2 separate regions of the Sus scrofa genome follow, and region 2 is linked to region 1. The links are chromatin contacts, called in public Hi-C maps. All regions are on one chromosome and are shown on one strand. The core of a region is the stretch at or near the end of the contact, and the rest is flanking DNA. Distances in the headings are between cores, read along the strand shown.

Region 1 (7,538 bases), core at 888-3,387:
ACTTAATATCACTGAATGGTACACTTAAAAATGGTGAAAATGGTAAATTTTATATTACATATATTTAACCACAATTTAAAAATTAAAAAAGAGAAAAAAAAAACATAGATTCAACCAGTGACTAATTGACAGAAAGACACGCCTTACAGAAATTGAGAAAGAAGATGATTAAAAATAAGTTGTAAGTGCCCAGAAGTGGGATTGCTGGATCATATAGTAGTTCTATATTTAGTTTTCTGAGGAACCTCCATACTCTTTTCCATAGAGTTGCACCAATTAACATTCCCACCAACAGTGAAGGAGGGTTCCCTTTTCTCCACACTCCCTCCAGCATTTGTCATCTGTAGACTTGTTAATGATGGCCATTCTGACCAGGGTGAGGTGGTATATATCCAGACAAAACTACAGTTCAAAAGGGTACATGCACCCCTATGTTTACTGCAGCCCTATTTGCAATAGCCAAGACATGGAAACAACCTAAATGTCCATCGAAAAATGAATGGATTAAGAAGATGTGGTACATATATACAATGGAATACTACTCATTCATAAAAAAGAACAAAATAATGCCATTTGCAGCAACATGGATGCAACTAGAAAGTCTGACACTAAGTGAAATAAGTCGAAAAGAAAGACAAATACCACATAATATTACTTATATGTGGAATCTAAAATAGGGCACAAATGAACCTATCTACAAAACAGAAACAGGTTCACAGACACAGAGAACAGACTTGTGGTTGCCAAGGGTGTATAGCACAGGGAATTATAATTACTTGTGATGGAACATGATGGAGGATAATGTGAAAAAATAGAATATATATATATATAAACTGGGACACTTTTCTGTGCAGCAGAAATTGACAGAACATTGTAAATCAACAATGATAATTTTTTTTAAAAAAAGGAAAGTGGTTTCACTAGAATAGGAGGAACATAAACCAATGTGGAAGAAATAAAAATATCAAATGTAAAACGTTTTTTTGATTTTGATGGTAAAGGATTGCTCTGAAATTAAACAGTGAGTTTTAAAAAATGAACAACTGAGTAAATACCTGCCAAAACAGCATGCATGTATTTACCTGTTATGACAATCCTGAATGAATTGTTATGATTTTTAACAAGTTAGTTCAAATTTTATGTTACATTTTGGATTCAGAAAACCTTAACTATTTCCTAATGTATTTGTTAGTGTTTTAATGTCATTTTTAATAACCACCGGACCCTAGTATCTATTCGATTTTTGTAAATGGAAACAAATAATCTCATGTTCCACCCTAGTTCTTCAAAGCAGGATCATTTAACATTCACTAAGCATCAGTAACTTATTTCAAGGCCTTTTGATATTGTCTTGCCCATGTAACCCTTGGGAATGTAACCCTTGCCATGTAACTCTTTTATCAGCCACACTCTTCCACAAATAGCTTTTAGAGATATTCCTTTCATATGCCATATGCCTTGCAGAAAAAGTGCCCTTATTATAAAGTTACAGGAAGAAATTTAGTTAACAGAGACAATTCACTGCAAACAAAATGCTCAGAGAAGCCCCATGGTTCTTGTGCAAGGATCTTCATTCAATTCCCAAGCAGCGGAGGAGAGAAAGGCATGGGGACCCAGGGTTGCCTATCGGTCCTCTACGTTGCCCACATGCAGTTCTAAACTTGCTTCTGTTTATCATTCTTCTATAGCTGTCTTGCTCCCTAATCACCACTTAACTCTCTTTCTGTTTACTATGAGTGCCGGGCATGGCCACATCAGGGAGCCTGTAGAGGGAGCTGTAACTACACTTCAACGCTTAGGTATCTGTATCCATTTTGAACTTAGCTGGAGACTCGATTTGGCCATCTCCCAAGAAAACACACACCATTTACATGACATCAGAATCCTATAAAGAGAAATGACTGCATCTTTCAGAACGTGCCTATCAACGGTTCTCTGGACCAGCATAGGGCAAGTATGTTGCCTGACAGAAGGTATTTTCGTTAGACTCTATTAAGAGTCCAAAACTTCCCTTTCATCAGGAATATAACTGACAGTCTAGCACTTGGACTCACATTTCCCAAAATTCAGGGCTTCCCAAGCCTGGCCTTGGTAAGTTCAGAATGCCAAAGAACCTACTCTAGAAAAGTAGTAAACTATATAAACACACCAGGAAGACTTGAATCTGGGCTGTGATTATGCCATTTCTGGCTGGCTAACCTGGGCCATGCAAACCTTTTAACAAAGGGGTATAGACCACTGGTGGGCACATCCACAACTGGAAATGGTTCAGGTGTCAAGCACAAGCAGAGCCAACTTAAGGGAATATTGCTTCCAGGATATCCCCAAATACTACCATATTACACTGCATCTCTGACTACCTCTTCCCTCTCACTGTCTCCATCCCTCAAGCCCTGCACCCTGGTTGGGTCCCCAATTCCCCAGGAGAGGGAAGACAAGTAGGGGACCAACCTTGGAAGTATCAAAGTATGAGAGATACACCAAGGAAAGTGCCATTCTGTTTCTTCCTAGTGCCTCTCAGTTTTTGTTAACCAAATATTCCCCTTTCTCAGAAATGGTGCACAAACTCGGCATTAGTGCCTTTCATCCCAAATCTAGGCTTCATGAAGTGAAGATTCACTACCCACCCCCCCAACTCTATGGTCAAATTGAAGAGATCAGCCATAACCCTTCCAGATTCAAATCCTATCTCTTCCATGTATTAGCTCCTTGAAACTTTGTGCCTCTGTCATTACTTTAGTAAAATATGAATAATAACATTTGTATATAACACAAATATTATCGAGAAGATTGAACTATTTAGAAATCCAGGTAATTTGTCCATATATATATAACAAATGTTCAATAAATTATAGCTTCACTACTATTTCTGTTCAAAGACTCTTGCTACCAAAAAACTAAGACACAAACCAGTTGTTTTATGTTTGCATCGAGTAACCACTGTAAGATTTCATGCAATTCAAGAAAATAGCAGAAAATACACCAAAAAAAGCAAGAGCCAATGTGGTTCTCCGTCAAGTAACTCACCAAACTCACTGTGTTTAAAAATAATAATAAACTATAAAATCTCCTATGTTAGGACAACTCAAAGTATTTTTTTTTTTTATCTGTCTTTGTTTCAGGAAAGTTTAACAGTCTCCCCCTCCCTACCTCACTCCAGCTCCCACCCCTTTCTCTGGAAAGTTATATTTTTAACATACCTCAGAGACAACCTATTAGGTGAATAATTTGAAGTCAAAAACGTCTGCTCTGTTTTATTTGTTTTCCTCTTGTTTGATAAAGCGGCAAATATCATTTGACTTGTCCCTAAAGTATTCAGTGTTAGATTTCCTTCCTCACTGAGAAACAGGAATATAGTTATTCCTCCTCTACTATATATAAATTCCAAGTGCTACCTTAGCAGAATTATGAAATAAAAATGAATGCTTTTTAAAAGCATTTATGGAGACTGGGGAATAAATGATAGAATTTTCTTATATTTCTTGTATATGCAGATAACAGATACATTTAATGCAAGAAGGAAATAGAATTTTAATAGAATTTTTAACTAAAGATCTTGAAACAAAACTAGACATACATTTTAATTGAATTTCTGGCTCAAATTACAGCAAACCATTATAAATCATTAGGAATCAGTTTTAAAACTGCTTTCACTTTTCCCCGTATTACAAACACAGAGGTAAGCTTTTACAGCTTCAGATAAGTGTTAATAAATTACCCGAATTTCAAAATTAATGGCTGCCCGGCTGCTTTGGGGAGATATCATTGTGTTTCATGAATATTTTGATTTTGTGATTAGATCAAAATGCACTGAATTCCTAAACAGTCATAACCAAGGTCTGCTGATCATAAACTGTTCTTTTTTAATAAATTATATTCCTCACAAATCTGCTGATATGGAATAATTAGAAATTGGTTGCCTGCATTTACTGTAATATTTGCATGACTTTAGATCTCCACCTACTGATCTAGAGGCTGGCAGGAAATGTACATTTTGTACATTTCTAAATATACCTTGCCTGCAGAGATAATGGTTTATATTGTGATGGTAAGGAGGTTTTTATTTGCAAAAAACAAAGAAGTGTCACTTGCCAGTTCTGGAAGACATTGATTAGGCAGTTTATGTCACTCCTATTCAGAACTTATTATTTACAGCTTTCTTGTTTCCTTTCCTTTGTAGGAGATAAAGATCTGTATCTTGTAAACTGCTTAAAGAGTGTCTATTTTGTCTTTTTAGGGAGTTGTGAAATACATTTTATACAGTGCAAGCATCCTGAAACTAAATGTAAACTGAGTAAAATACAGTATCCCAATTTATTACAATATCTCCAAGTATAATCTTTAAATTAAGTGGTTTATAAATAGTTACATGATGTAAAAAAAATCCCCAGGTGTAACTCCATCCTTTACCATTAAAGCACATGTATCTAAACTTGAACCTGCATAACCCTCACTATGGAATCTGATCATTAATTACAGTCATATAGTAGAAACCACTGACTGCAAACACACAAGACTACTTTCATTCTTCTAAATTTTATTCTTTTAAATTTAAATTCCATTAAGTTGAATGACTCCAGGAGTTAAAAATTTGTGTTTTAGAAAATTCTAATATAATGATATGTATGGAATATTTCTGCAAGACTTTTTGAGAGAGAGGTTTTTATTTATTTATTTATTTATTTATTTATTTTGGTAATGTTGCTATTTTACTACATGTGAAATTTGCTTTTACAGATACTTACATAAGCAGATGAGGTAATTTAAATACTAGGGTTCTGGGACTTCCTGTTGTGGCTCAGTGCTTATGAACCCAACTAGCCTCCATGAGGATGCAGATTCTAACGAATAAGAATGATTCTTGACAAAATCCAGAGAAAGACTCAGATGAAGGATACATGAGATTTTCGCTGTTTCTTATTACCATTTGGGGTGATCACTTTATTCTTGGGGGAATAAAGAAAGGACTCCTGAAGGGCACTCTTTACCACAGTAATGGCACAACTGGCTTTCTCTGAGTCTTGATAAACTAAGGCCAAGGAGTCCAGAGTTCCCTAAACCTTGTACATACATGACACAAATCAATCCTTGCACAGGTCCTTGAAGCTGGGACTGGGCCCGTCAGTTGCCTTGTTGTGGTTCATGGCACATGGCATTTCCTCAGAAAGCTTTAAGCCTTTGTCAGTCATAATTACTTACTCTTCAGATTCACTGCAACTCCCCAATTAACCACAAACACAAGAGGATGTAAAAAGAAGGGCTGCGTTCAAATGATAACAAGCCCATGGAAAAGTTTAACCTTAAACAATGTTTAACCTTAAACGAAGATTCTACCAGTCCAAAATAATAAATGCACGTGTTCATTTGTTTGTAGGAAAAGTAAAAGTGAGAGAACAATCATATTTATGACACCAAGCCTACTATGCCTTGGCATGTAAGCAAATACATCTAAAAATCTATCCCAAAATCCCAAGTAGAGTTCACAAACGCTAATAACGAACTCAGAGCATAAACTAAAATCAACTAGTTTACATCCCAGGGCTGTTAGTGGATAAATGAGATAAGGTATGTAAGATGCTTAAGTGCCTGGAGTATAGTAAACAATAAATATTACATAAAAACATAAAACAAACCACAGCCACAGAAATACTAAGGTTTATACGGAGACAAACTTCCAGCATGAATTTTTTTTGTTTTCATCTGACCTCTTTTATGCATTCATTCAGTTTCAGCCATCTGAAATTTCTACATAAATCTTTATGTATGCTTCTATTTGCATTGAAAAAAATTCAGGTGAGAATCTTTTTTTTTTTTTTAACTCAAAAGAGAGGACACCTACATTAGTCATACATGTCAGCATTTGCATACACGTAGGCATCTCCATAGCCACAAGCAGCTCTGTTCCTCATGTAAGGTGGAATCTGCATTGTAGAAGCCCGTTTTCCCCAAATCAACTCTGGAAGTTTAAATCAAGGTAAAAATACATTCTTCCCTCTGAGTATGTTTATGAACCACAGATGTGTATTTCTTAACATTTTAGCCAGTTCTTTTCCAAACATTTGTTCACTATTTTAAAATAAAGGATGCTAGAGTTCCCATCGTGATGCAGCAGAAATGAACCTGACAAGGAACCATGAGGTTGCAGGTTTGATCCCTGGCCTCATTCATTGGGCTAAGGATCTGGCATTGCCATGAGCTGTGGTGTAGGTCGCAGATGTGGCTCAGATCCCATATTGCTGTGGCTGTGGGGTAGGCTGGCGGCTGCAGCTCTGATATGACCCCTAGCCTGGGAACCTCCATTTGCTGCAGGTGCAGGCCTAAAAAATAAATAAATAAAATAAAATAAAATAAAATAAAATAAAGAAAGCATTTCTGGTAATACTGGGTTGCTCAAAAATGACTTATACTTAACAAATAATTACTGAACAATTGTTCTATGACAGGCACTATGCTAGGCCCTTGGGATACAGAGATGAATAAGGCCAGTTACCACCTTCAGGAAGCTGGCTCTGTTGGGCAGAGAAAAGCCTACATGTCCAGTTATAGTTCAGCACGATCAGTTTCATGGTGGAAGCATGCACAGTGTACCATGAAAACAAAGGAAGGTCTCTAAAATAGACTAGAGGTCAGGAAAAATTCTCTGAGATGCTCGGAGTTTGGGAAAACCAGAAGGAGTGCCATGGACTTAATGGACTGAATTTTGTTCCCTCAAAATCCACATGGCTAAAGCACTAATCTCCAATGTAATAGTATTTGGAGATGGGGCCTTTAGGAGATAATTAGGGTTAAATGATGTCATGAGGGCAAGGTCCTCATGGTGGGATTTGTGTCCTTGTAAGAAAACGAAAAGATCCCTCTTGTTCTCTCCATGTGCACACAAAGAAAAGTCACAGAAGCACACATCAGGATGGTGGACACCTCCAAGCCAAGAGAAGATATCTCAGAATGAAACCTACCCTGCTGGCATGCTGATCCTGGACTTTTCAGCCTCCAGAAATATGAGAATAAGTGTCTGTTATTTAAACTACCTAATCTATAATATTTTTTTATGATTGCCAGAGCAGACTAACATAAGAGCTAAAACGATGGAGCAGGAGAAAAAAGCATTTGGAGGACCAATGTTTGAGGAAGCATGAAGCAGGACATGTTTGAGAAAGTTTCTGTGTTTCATAAAGGTGAAGCAAAGGATTCTTCTGGGTACCTGCAAAATATAATGTTCCATTCACAATCTATTGGAACCACATCTGGAGCATTAACTCAATTGGCCCAGGTATAACTATTAAGATAGTTCTACTCCCCACTTTTCCATTGTCAGTTGAGGTCGAGGGAAACAAACACCTCAAACATGAGATATACAGAATGGAAAGCTTGGTCTCCTCTTCCCCCATGCCTCTTCCCCCGTGCCTTCCCATCTTAGTCAATGGCACACCATCTACTCAAACCTCAAGTCAGAAACATTAAGCCATTCTTTATATATCCTTCTCCTTCACATAACCCTCATCCAGACCTCCAATACTTTTTCAAGAGTAGGCAATTAT
Region 2 (7,436 bases), core at 1,289-3,788, 69 kb after region 1:
GCTGCACTGTTAACCACTAAGATGAACTATATCCTCATGCGAGCAGATGAAAATCACTAATTGTCTTTATTACTGCCTCTCTGTCAAAATAGATCAAATAGGAGCCATCTGTTTATCAAAAAACTCACCACAGACATTCTTATAATTTAGGAAGGATAGTTAAAATTTATGACTGCTCCCACCAAAGCAATTGATGAAAGCCAAGGCTGAAATACAGAATATGCATCTTAAAACATCATTAAAAAAAAGAGAGAGAGATGAAAAAGAACAAAGGCTATTAATTTTTAAAGTGGGGGTAATTTTTAAACACCACAAAGATAGCACTTAATTTTCTCTTTTTCCTAGCTTTGGGCTAACACAATGTACTGTGGTGATATTTGGAGTTTGTGCTTCAGAAATTTCCATGGACACATTAGCTTAGATGGTTTCATTACCCACCCTCATTATTAAGTAGCATTCAATTACTGAGTGTTGTAATGCCAAAGAGCATAAAAGAGAGACAAAATCTCGGTAAGATCTAAGGGCGAAATGGCATTTTTATATTGCTATAAAGATTACTTAACTCTAGTGCAGTACTAATGATCATTTCTGTGACTAAAAACATCCCCTTATGATTAATTATGTAAACTCTCATCATTTCAAGCCCAATAAAGACTTTAAAACATTTTTCATGCATCTTGTAACCCAGCATATCTTTCTCCCATTTACCCACATAAGAATCAACTTTAAAGATTAAAGTCTTTTCCATTACATGAAAATTGTGCAGCGCTTGGGAGTATTCGGGTATAGAGGTACAGTTCAGGTAAATATATGCAGGGAATGTTTTAATTTGGGAGGAAATCTTTTGTATTCTTCATAAATGTGGAATTATGTTCCTTATTCCTGTTAAAGGCACAGTCCTCTCATACTGGAAGGAATCTCTCGGTTGTCAAGTTCTTCAAACTGAATATATTCAAAAATTAGAACATACAATAAGAATCACTTTCGAGTGTAAATTACAGTTTTGTTGGTATCATCAATAAAATTGGTGGTAGGGGGAGCTTCCATCAACATTAGGGAATTGTTTATAATAGAATTCAAAGCAGCTGTTAAACATGAGGTTATATAGAAATGCTTAATAATATAGAAAGAAATGATAGCATTAAAAGAATATGTACAAAATGACTCATATTTTGGTAAAAATTTTACGTATGCTTATATCCACTGACCTTTGATTGAAAGATAAACAGAAAAGCATTAACAGAGTTTTTGTGTAGGTGGCAGGATTACAAATCTTTTTTTTCTCTTAACTATGTGCATTTACTAGAATTCTTCTAATGAACATGGGTTTGCTTTTGTTTAAGAAAAAGAACTGTAAGGAAAAACACAAGCAAACCAAAATAGCCTCCTTTGATGAAATGATCATTCAGAGTCTGAGATCCCAGACATTCTTGGATAAGGTCCTCTACTTATGAAAATTGGTTCAGAGTTAGACACACATGATAAAGCCCCTTCTTAGCCACAACCAGGCCCTGAAGGCTATTTCTCAGGCCAGAGAGAGAGAGCAGACAGAGCCAACACTCAGCTCAATGCCTCGGGCCCGTGGGCTTTTACCTCCCTGGACAGGTAAGAGGAGTAGGAAGTAGAGTCGGAACCGTTCTTTACTGTGCAGCTTTGAAGATGCTGAGAAGCAGACTGGGACATGGGGCAGCAGAGACAGCCTCTGCCTGAGTCTTTAAATCATGTGGGTTCAGGCCATTTGCAGGTAGGGTGTCAGGTGGCAGGGCCTTCAGCCTGGGTCACCAGGGTGTCTCTTGAGCAGGATGCCTCACAATTTACAATTTTCTTTTCTCTTTTTCTTCCTTCCTTCCCCTTCAACTATCCCCATCTGGAAGTATAAGAGTCCCTATCTACATGGAACAGGAATTTAGTTTTTAGAAATGTAAGTTCTGGGCACTTTCTGAACAGAGACTGGCTCTAATCCCAAATTGCATGTTTTATTATGTGGGCTTTATTTGTGTTTCTTATGAAATGAGCTGAGACACTCAAACTCATTTCAGATAGCAGCCAAAGCTAAATGGCCACATTGTCCCTGGATGGAAGGTCAACACGTCACAGGCAAAACTGTCCAGCTTCTGAGTTTTCTCGAAAACTTACACAGGAAGACAAGCTGTTTCAGTCATTGTTTTTGGCAAACTGAGGATTTTATTCCTGAACAGCATGACTGCCTTGACAAATCAAAGAAAGCAAAGGTTTTAACCTCATGCTTCCAGATTTCTCTGTAAGGTCAAATTGTGATTAAACATAAAAGTCATTTTGGAACTTCATTCAGAATAAAGAAGGACAAAAAGTTTAACCGTCACTGCTACGGTTTGATAAATAAAGAGATCAAAACTGCTTACTCTATGGAAATAAAGCAGTTGGGGTCACTTCTTGGCTGCCAACGAGCAATTTCTAGTGAGGATTTCCTCTTTTAATCAGTTCTAAGGTATAATGACAGTCTCCACAACCAGCCACACCCTGTGGGGGCAATGTGAATAAACACTGGTAGCTTCTGCCAAAAATAAACACCAGATTAATAGCACACAGCCTACACATCAGGGGAGCTTTCCACCTCCCTGGGACCCCAGATGAGAAATTAATTAAGCTAATACATTTAAAACTAAATCCATTTTACTCCAAATTACCATCCCCAAAAAGTTCAGCAAAAAATGTGAAATGCCAAAATTGTAACTTGCCTTCAACGTGTATTCAGACCCTTAGTAAAGCAGATTCCAATAAAGAAAACCTGAGATGTAAAGCAAGCCAACAAGCCATGATTGACTCAAGATCTCCATCTAGTGACATTACGCTGAATAGCAGGTGGTTTATCTGCATTTCTGGGTAGGCCTGTATGTAAGTCAAATGAATTAAGCATTTACAAATGCCTTTTCTTTTTACCCCGTCATAAAAAGTAATCCTCAGGAGCAGTTTATATCCCTTTTACAAAATTATGATGATTCACCTCTGGGCCTGGTTCATCTGTTTTCAGCAGGATCTGTTTCCCTGGATTCATCATTTATTTCCTAACTCTAATGGCACTTGATCAAAGAGGCTGGAAACTTTTGACATGTGAGCAAAATTGTGCAGTTACATGTGATGGAACATGTAACATTCAGACAATGTGTACTTCATGTCAGGAACTGTGCTGAGAGCACTGTCTGGTTAAGAAGCGAGGCATAGACCAGACATTACAGTGAAATGCACCAAAAGATTTCTCCCACCAGACCCAAATGTGCATATCACATGAGTCATTATATGAGGTTTAAGAACAGACAAAACCAACTGATCGTGACAGAAGTTAAAACAGTTGCCCTCTCAGGTGGGGGTGGAGGAAGAGTTGATTAGAAAGTGGCATGGGGAGTTCCCGTTGTGGCTCAGTGGTAACAAATCTGACACACTAAAACACAAAACTGTAATTTATGATCAATGTACTTAATTCAGGAGTTCCCATCTTGGCACAGTGGAAACAAATCCGCTAGGAACCATGAAGATGCGGGTTCGATCCCTGGCCTCGCTCAGTGGGTTAAGGATCCAGCGTTGCCTTGAGCTGTGGTGTAGATTGCAGACGTGGCCCAGATGTGGCATTGCTATGGCTCTGGCATAGACCTGCGGCTACAGCTTGGATAAGACCCCTAGCCTGGGAACCTCCATATGCCTTGGGTGAGGCTCTAACAAAAAATGCCAAAAAAAAAAAAAATGTACTCAATTCATGTTATACCTTCCTCTATGCATGGTGCAAGGAAGGACCTTGGAGGTCACCTGGTCCAACACCCCAAGGTACTGAAATAAATATAAGTATATAATTCATGCTCATTCTAAAAAAGTTTTTCAGATAATTTATTACATTGAAAAAGAGTAAAAATCACTTTATTTAATATTCAGTTAATATTTAATATGCCCCCAAAATATCCACCTTTAATATTTTGGTGTAATGACCTCCAAACTTTTCTCTGTGCATATTTTTAAATTTATTCAGAATGAGTTACTGATAAACATAACTGTATATATTTAAAATTTAAAATGATTATATATATATATATGGTTGTCAGATGAAGATAATTAATACATCTATCACTCACACAGTTTACATACATAACTCGGTGTATGTATGTGAGATAAGAATGCTAAGATCTACCAACAACTTTCACATGTAAACTATAGGCCCCATGCTATATATGAGATTCTCAGCTTCTTCTCTCTCTGCATATTTTTAAAGAGGGGAAAAAAAACAACTGTACTAGGACCATAACAATTTGCAAGATTAAAAAAAATGCAGTTTCAAATCCTTTCTAAAAAAAATATATACAAAAAGTTCATAATTGTGGTCATTCACATTTTTTTCTGAGACTTTTTTTTTCCTCTGCATGTTTTTAATTCATTCACCAAATATGCTAATTCTAAATTGCTTGTATGAATTAACAAATACCTTAAAGACCACACTATGCTAATAAATATAAATCTGTATCATCATTGCAAGGTCTACATCACATCTCTGGGTTCATTTGCATATAGATTGCTGATTGGTATGTGGGTGCTCCGTAAGTTATGCACGTCACTTTTTATGAATATGTTTGTGTTTGCCAATGTTTCACCTATAAACAAACCTGAGATCAACCTCCTCATACATACATATTCATACTCCTCAATCCTTCCCTTTGGATAAATTCCTAGAAGAATTGCTGAATCAAGGGAAACAAACAGCTTGCATTTTGATCCATGGTACTCACGTGCCCTCCAGAAGAAACCGGACAATTTATATTCCACTGGCTTTCCTCACCAGCACTAGGCATTATCATTCTTTTCTTGTCTTTGTCAATCTGATCCTCATAAAACTGTAACTGTTGTTTTAATTTATATTTGTTTAATATTTGGGGAATGCTTTTCACTTATGGACACTCTTGCCAACCTTTCTACCTGGTGTGGGCTAATCAATTGCATCTCTGATCATTTCTCCCATGACTTTCTCCCCATGGGCTGGATGGACTGTCTCCAGGCCAATTTCCACCTGATTGCAAAGTTAGTGAGGTTGTCTCAAAATTATCCCTGACCCCATCTGTTACCCATGACAATGCTGGAAGTAACAGTCTGTGGCCCTCCTGTGCGTGAAACCGCCTCAAGCTTTGTCAGGCTGAAGACCAAAGGCTTCCTATTCTAGACAAGAGATTAATGAAAAGAAATAGAAGAGCATCTGGCCCACTGTGGGACCTGGAGCCTTCAACTCCACCAGCCCATTGCAATATTAGTTCACAAACTCTGGGGTTTTTTGTTTAAATTGAATTTAATTTGGGCATTGGGCCCCATTCAAGGGGCAAAAACTTAATGGGCCCCCTCTCATCAGATCTAAATGGAGTTGTATGAGGAGAGTCTGCTGGAGTCTCCCCCTCGGTCCTCCTCCACCTGCATCTGCCTAGATGTACGCCTCTGCATCCGCATCTGGTTACCTGTCCACATGGCGCAAAGCCGTGTCCTCCATGTCCCCCACTGCAAGGCCCCTTGAGTCTGACGGCCCTTGGACATCTGTCCAGGCTGCTCTGCAAGAAACACCTACTTACCCCACAGGTTCTGAGCTGCACAGGCTGCTCTGGGGCTCTTCTCAGCTCAAGGCATCATTACTCTGCCCCATGGCAAATAGAAGCATGGAGAACTCCTGTCTGGGGGGTACAGGCCATCCCTACCCTCAAATTCCTCAAATCTGGATCCACAAACACACCTACCCCCCAGGATGCAGTCTCTTGAAGGCTGGCTTCTTAGGGACCCACCAGACCCTCTACCCCTCTGATTCTCCCCTGCTTTCCTCCTCACCCAGCCCTGAGATATTTTACCTATTTTTGGCTTTGCAACCTACTATTTACCATGCAGTTGTCTCAATATCTTTTTTCTTCCCATCAACAGGCTTTTGAAACAAATTCCAAGTAGTGGCTTCCGCCATCTGATGGAGGGAGAGAACTAAGGGTCTAACTGCCATAACTGGGGGCAGAGGCATGAGGGTTGAATAGAAAATAAAGAAGGGAGCTTCTGTGGTCCTGTAGCTGGGAAGAGGGCACCCAGATGTGCTGGAGTTGGGGTCTGGCCCTGCAGAGCAGAGGCCTCTGCTGTCGTCTAGGGAATGAAAGCCTGGATATGTGAGGTGGGACGAGAACGTGCAGAGCACCGGTATGTAAACAAAGCGACAGTGCACATTCCAGCCTATCGCAGTGCAATTTCCCCAAGTCAAAGTTCCACTTAACTTGATTACAAGGCAGTTTTTTTTATTTTTTTAAACTGTTAACTAAAGGAAAGAAGAGAGTGGTGCTCATGAACAAGATGTGGGCTTGGAAATCAGACAGTCTGGGGCTGAAGCTGGCCTCTGCTACTTACTGTCTGTGATGTCAGGCAGCAGCCTGCTGGGAATAATTTTATCAGCTGCTACATGTATGCATTTGAGGGAACATATAGGAAACAAATCAACTTAGAATATGTTCCCTTCTCCTTTTAGTTCCCCTTCTCCCTTTTCCTGTTTTTAGCCCCAATACTCAAACTCATAACAAGCCCTATTCCTACTCAAATGAATCTGCAATGTTCGTAGGCTTACTAGAAATGCATTCACAAATATGTATGAAGTGTACACGTCGGTTTGTATGCAAATGGATCACGTTTCATATCTTCCCAAGGAACTCTGTTATGCTTTTTAATATTCAGTAAGATTTTAAAGAAATATTAATGAAAACATTTTACAAACTGGAAATAATGTCCAAGTTGGCATTACAAAGCTTCCACAGGAGCATCTGTTCTCAGAACAGCTCAAGCCTCCTCTCCTCACAACTCCCTCTCCCTCCTTCCTGCTCACCACCAAGGAGAAAGCAAGGAGGACCACAGCCCAGGCCACCATCAGGCAGCCATGCTGGGGAACAGGGCTTTAGTCAGGCCAACCAGGGAGGTTGAAGTCCTGGCTTCTGTGTGAAAAGGCCTCCCTGGCTTGGCTGTTTGGGGAAGGCACCTTCCATGGTGCTGGTGAGGTAGCAAAGATGAAGAAGTTTCTTTCTCTGGAAAGAACCCACATAAGCAAAATAAGAAATGAAAAAGGAGAAGTCTCAAAGGATACTTCAGAAAAACAAAAACCGTAAGAGAATACTATGACAGGAGTTCCCATCGTGGCTCAGGAGTAATGAATCCAACTAGTAACCATAAGAATGAAGGTTCAATCCCTGGCCTTGCTCAGTGGGTTAAGGAGCCTGCATTGCTGTAAGCGGTGGTGTAGGTTGCAGATTTGGCTTGGATCTGCCGTGGCTGTGGCATAGGCCAGCAGCTGCAGTTCTGATCCCACCCCTAGCCTGGGAACTTCCATATGCCATACCAAAGGCCCCAAAATGCCAAAAAAAAGAGAGAGAGAGAGAATACTATGAGCAATTATATGCCAGCAAATTTAACAACCTAGA

The links. A called contact is a pair of places that touch in the nucleus more often than the background predicts.
Region 2: a Hi-C map of embryonic fibroblasts shows a contact between it and region 1, with 2.8 times the contacts expected there. The contact joins two enhancer-like sites. A contact is called at or near these places in 7 of 47 Hi-C or Micro-C datasets (embryonic fibroblasts, fetal heart ventricle, heart right ventricle and 2 more).

Annotation. Positions count from the first base shown.
Region 1 is chr4:32,453,989-32,461,526 of Sscrofa11.1, forward strand. The region is part of intron 2 of LOC110260243 (a long non-coding RNA gene); the gene reads right to left. Among named protein-coding and RNA genes, the nearest start is that of LRP12, 240 kb to the right of the region's middle. Within about 2 kb of position 2,138, at least 3 of the 83 cell types and tissues checked have an H3K27ac peak or open chromatin away from gene starts, as enhancers often do.
Region 2 is chr4:32,522,338-32,529,773 of Sscrofa11.1, forward strand. All of the region lies in intron 2 of LOC110260243 (a long non-coding RNA gene), which reads right to left. Among named protein-coding and RNA genes, the nearest start is that of LRP12, 180 kb to the right of the region's middle. Within about 2 kb of position 2,539, at least 6 of the 83 cell types and tissues checked have an H3K27ac peak or open chromatin away from gene starts, as enhancers often do.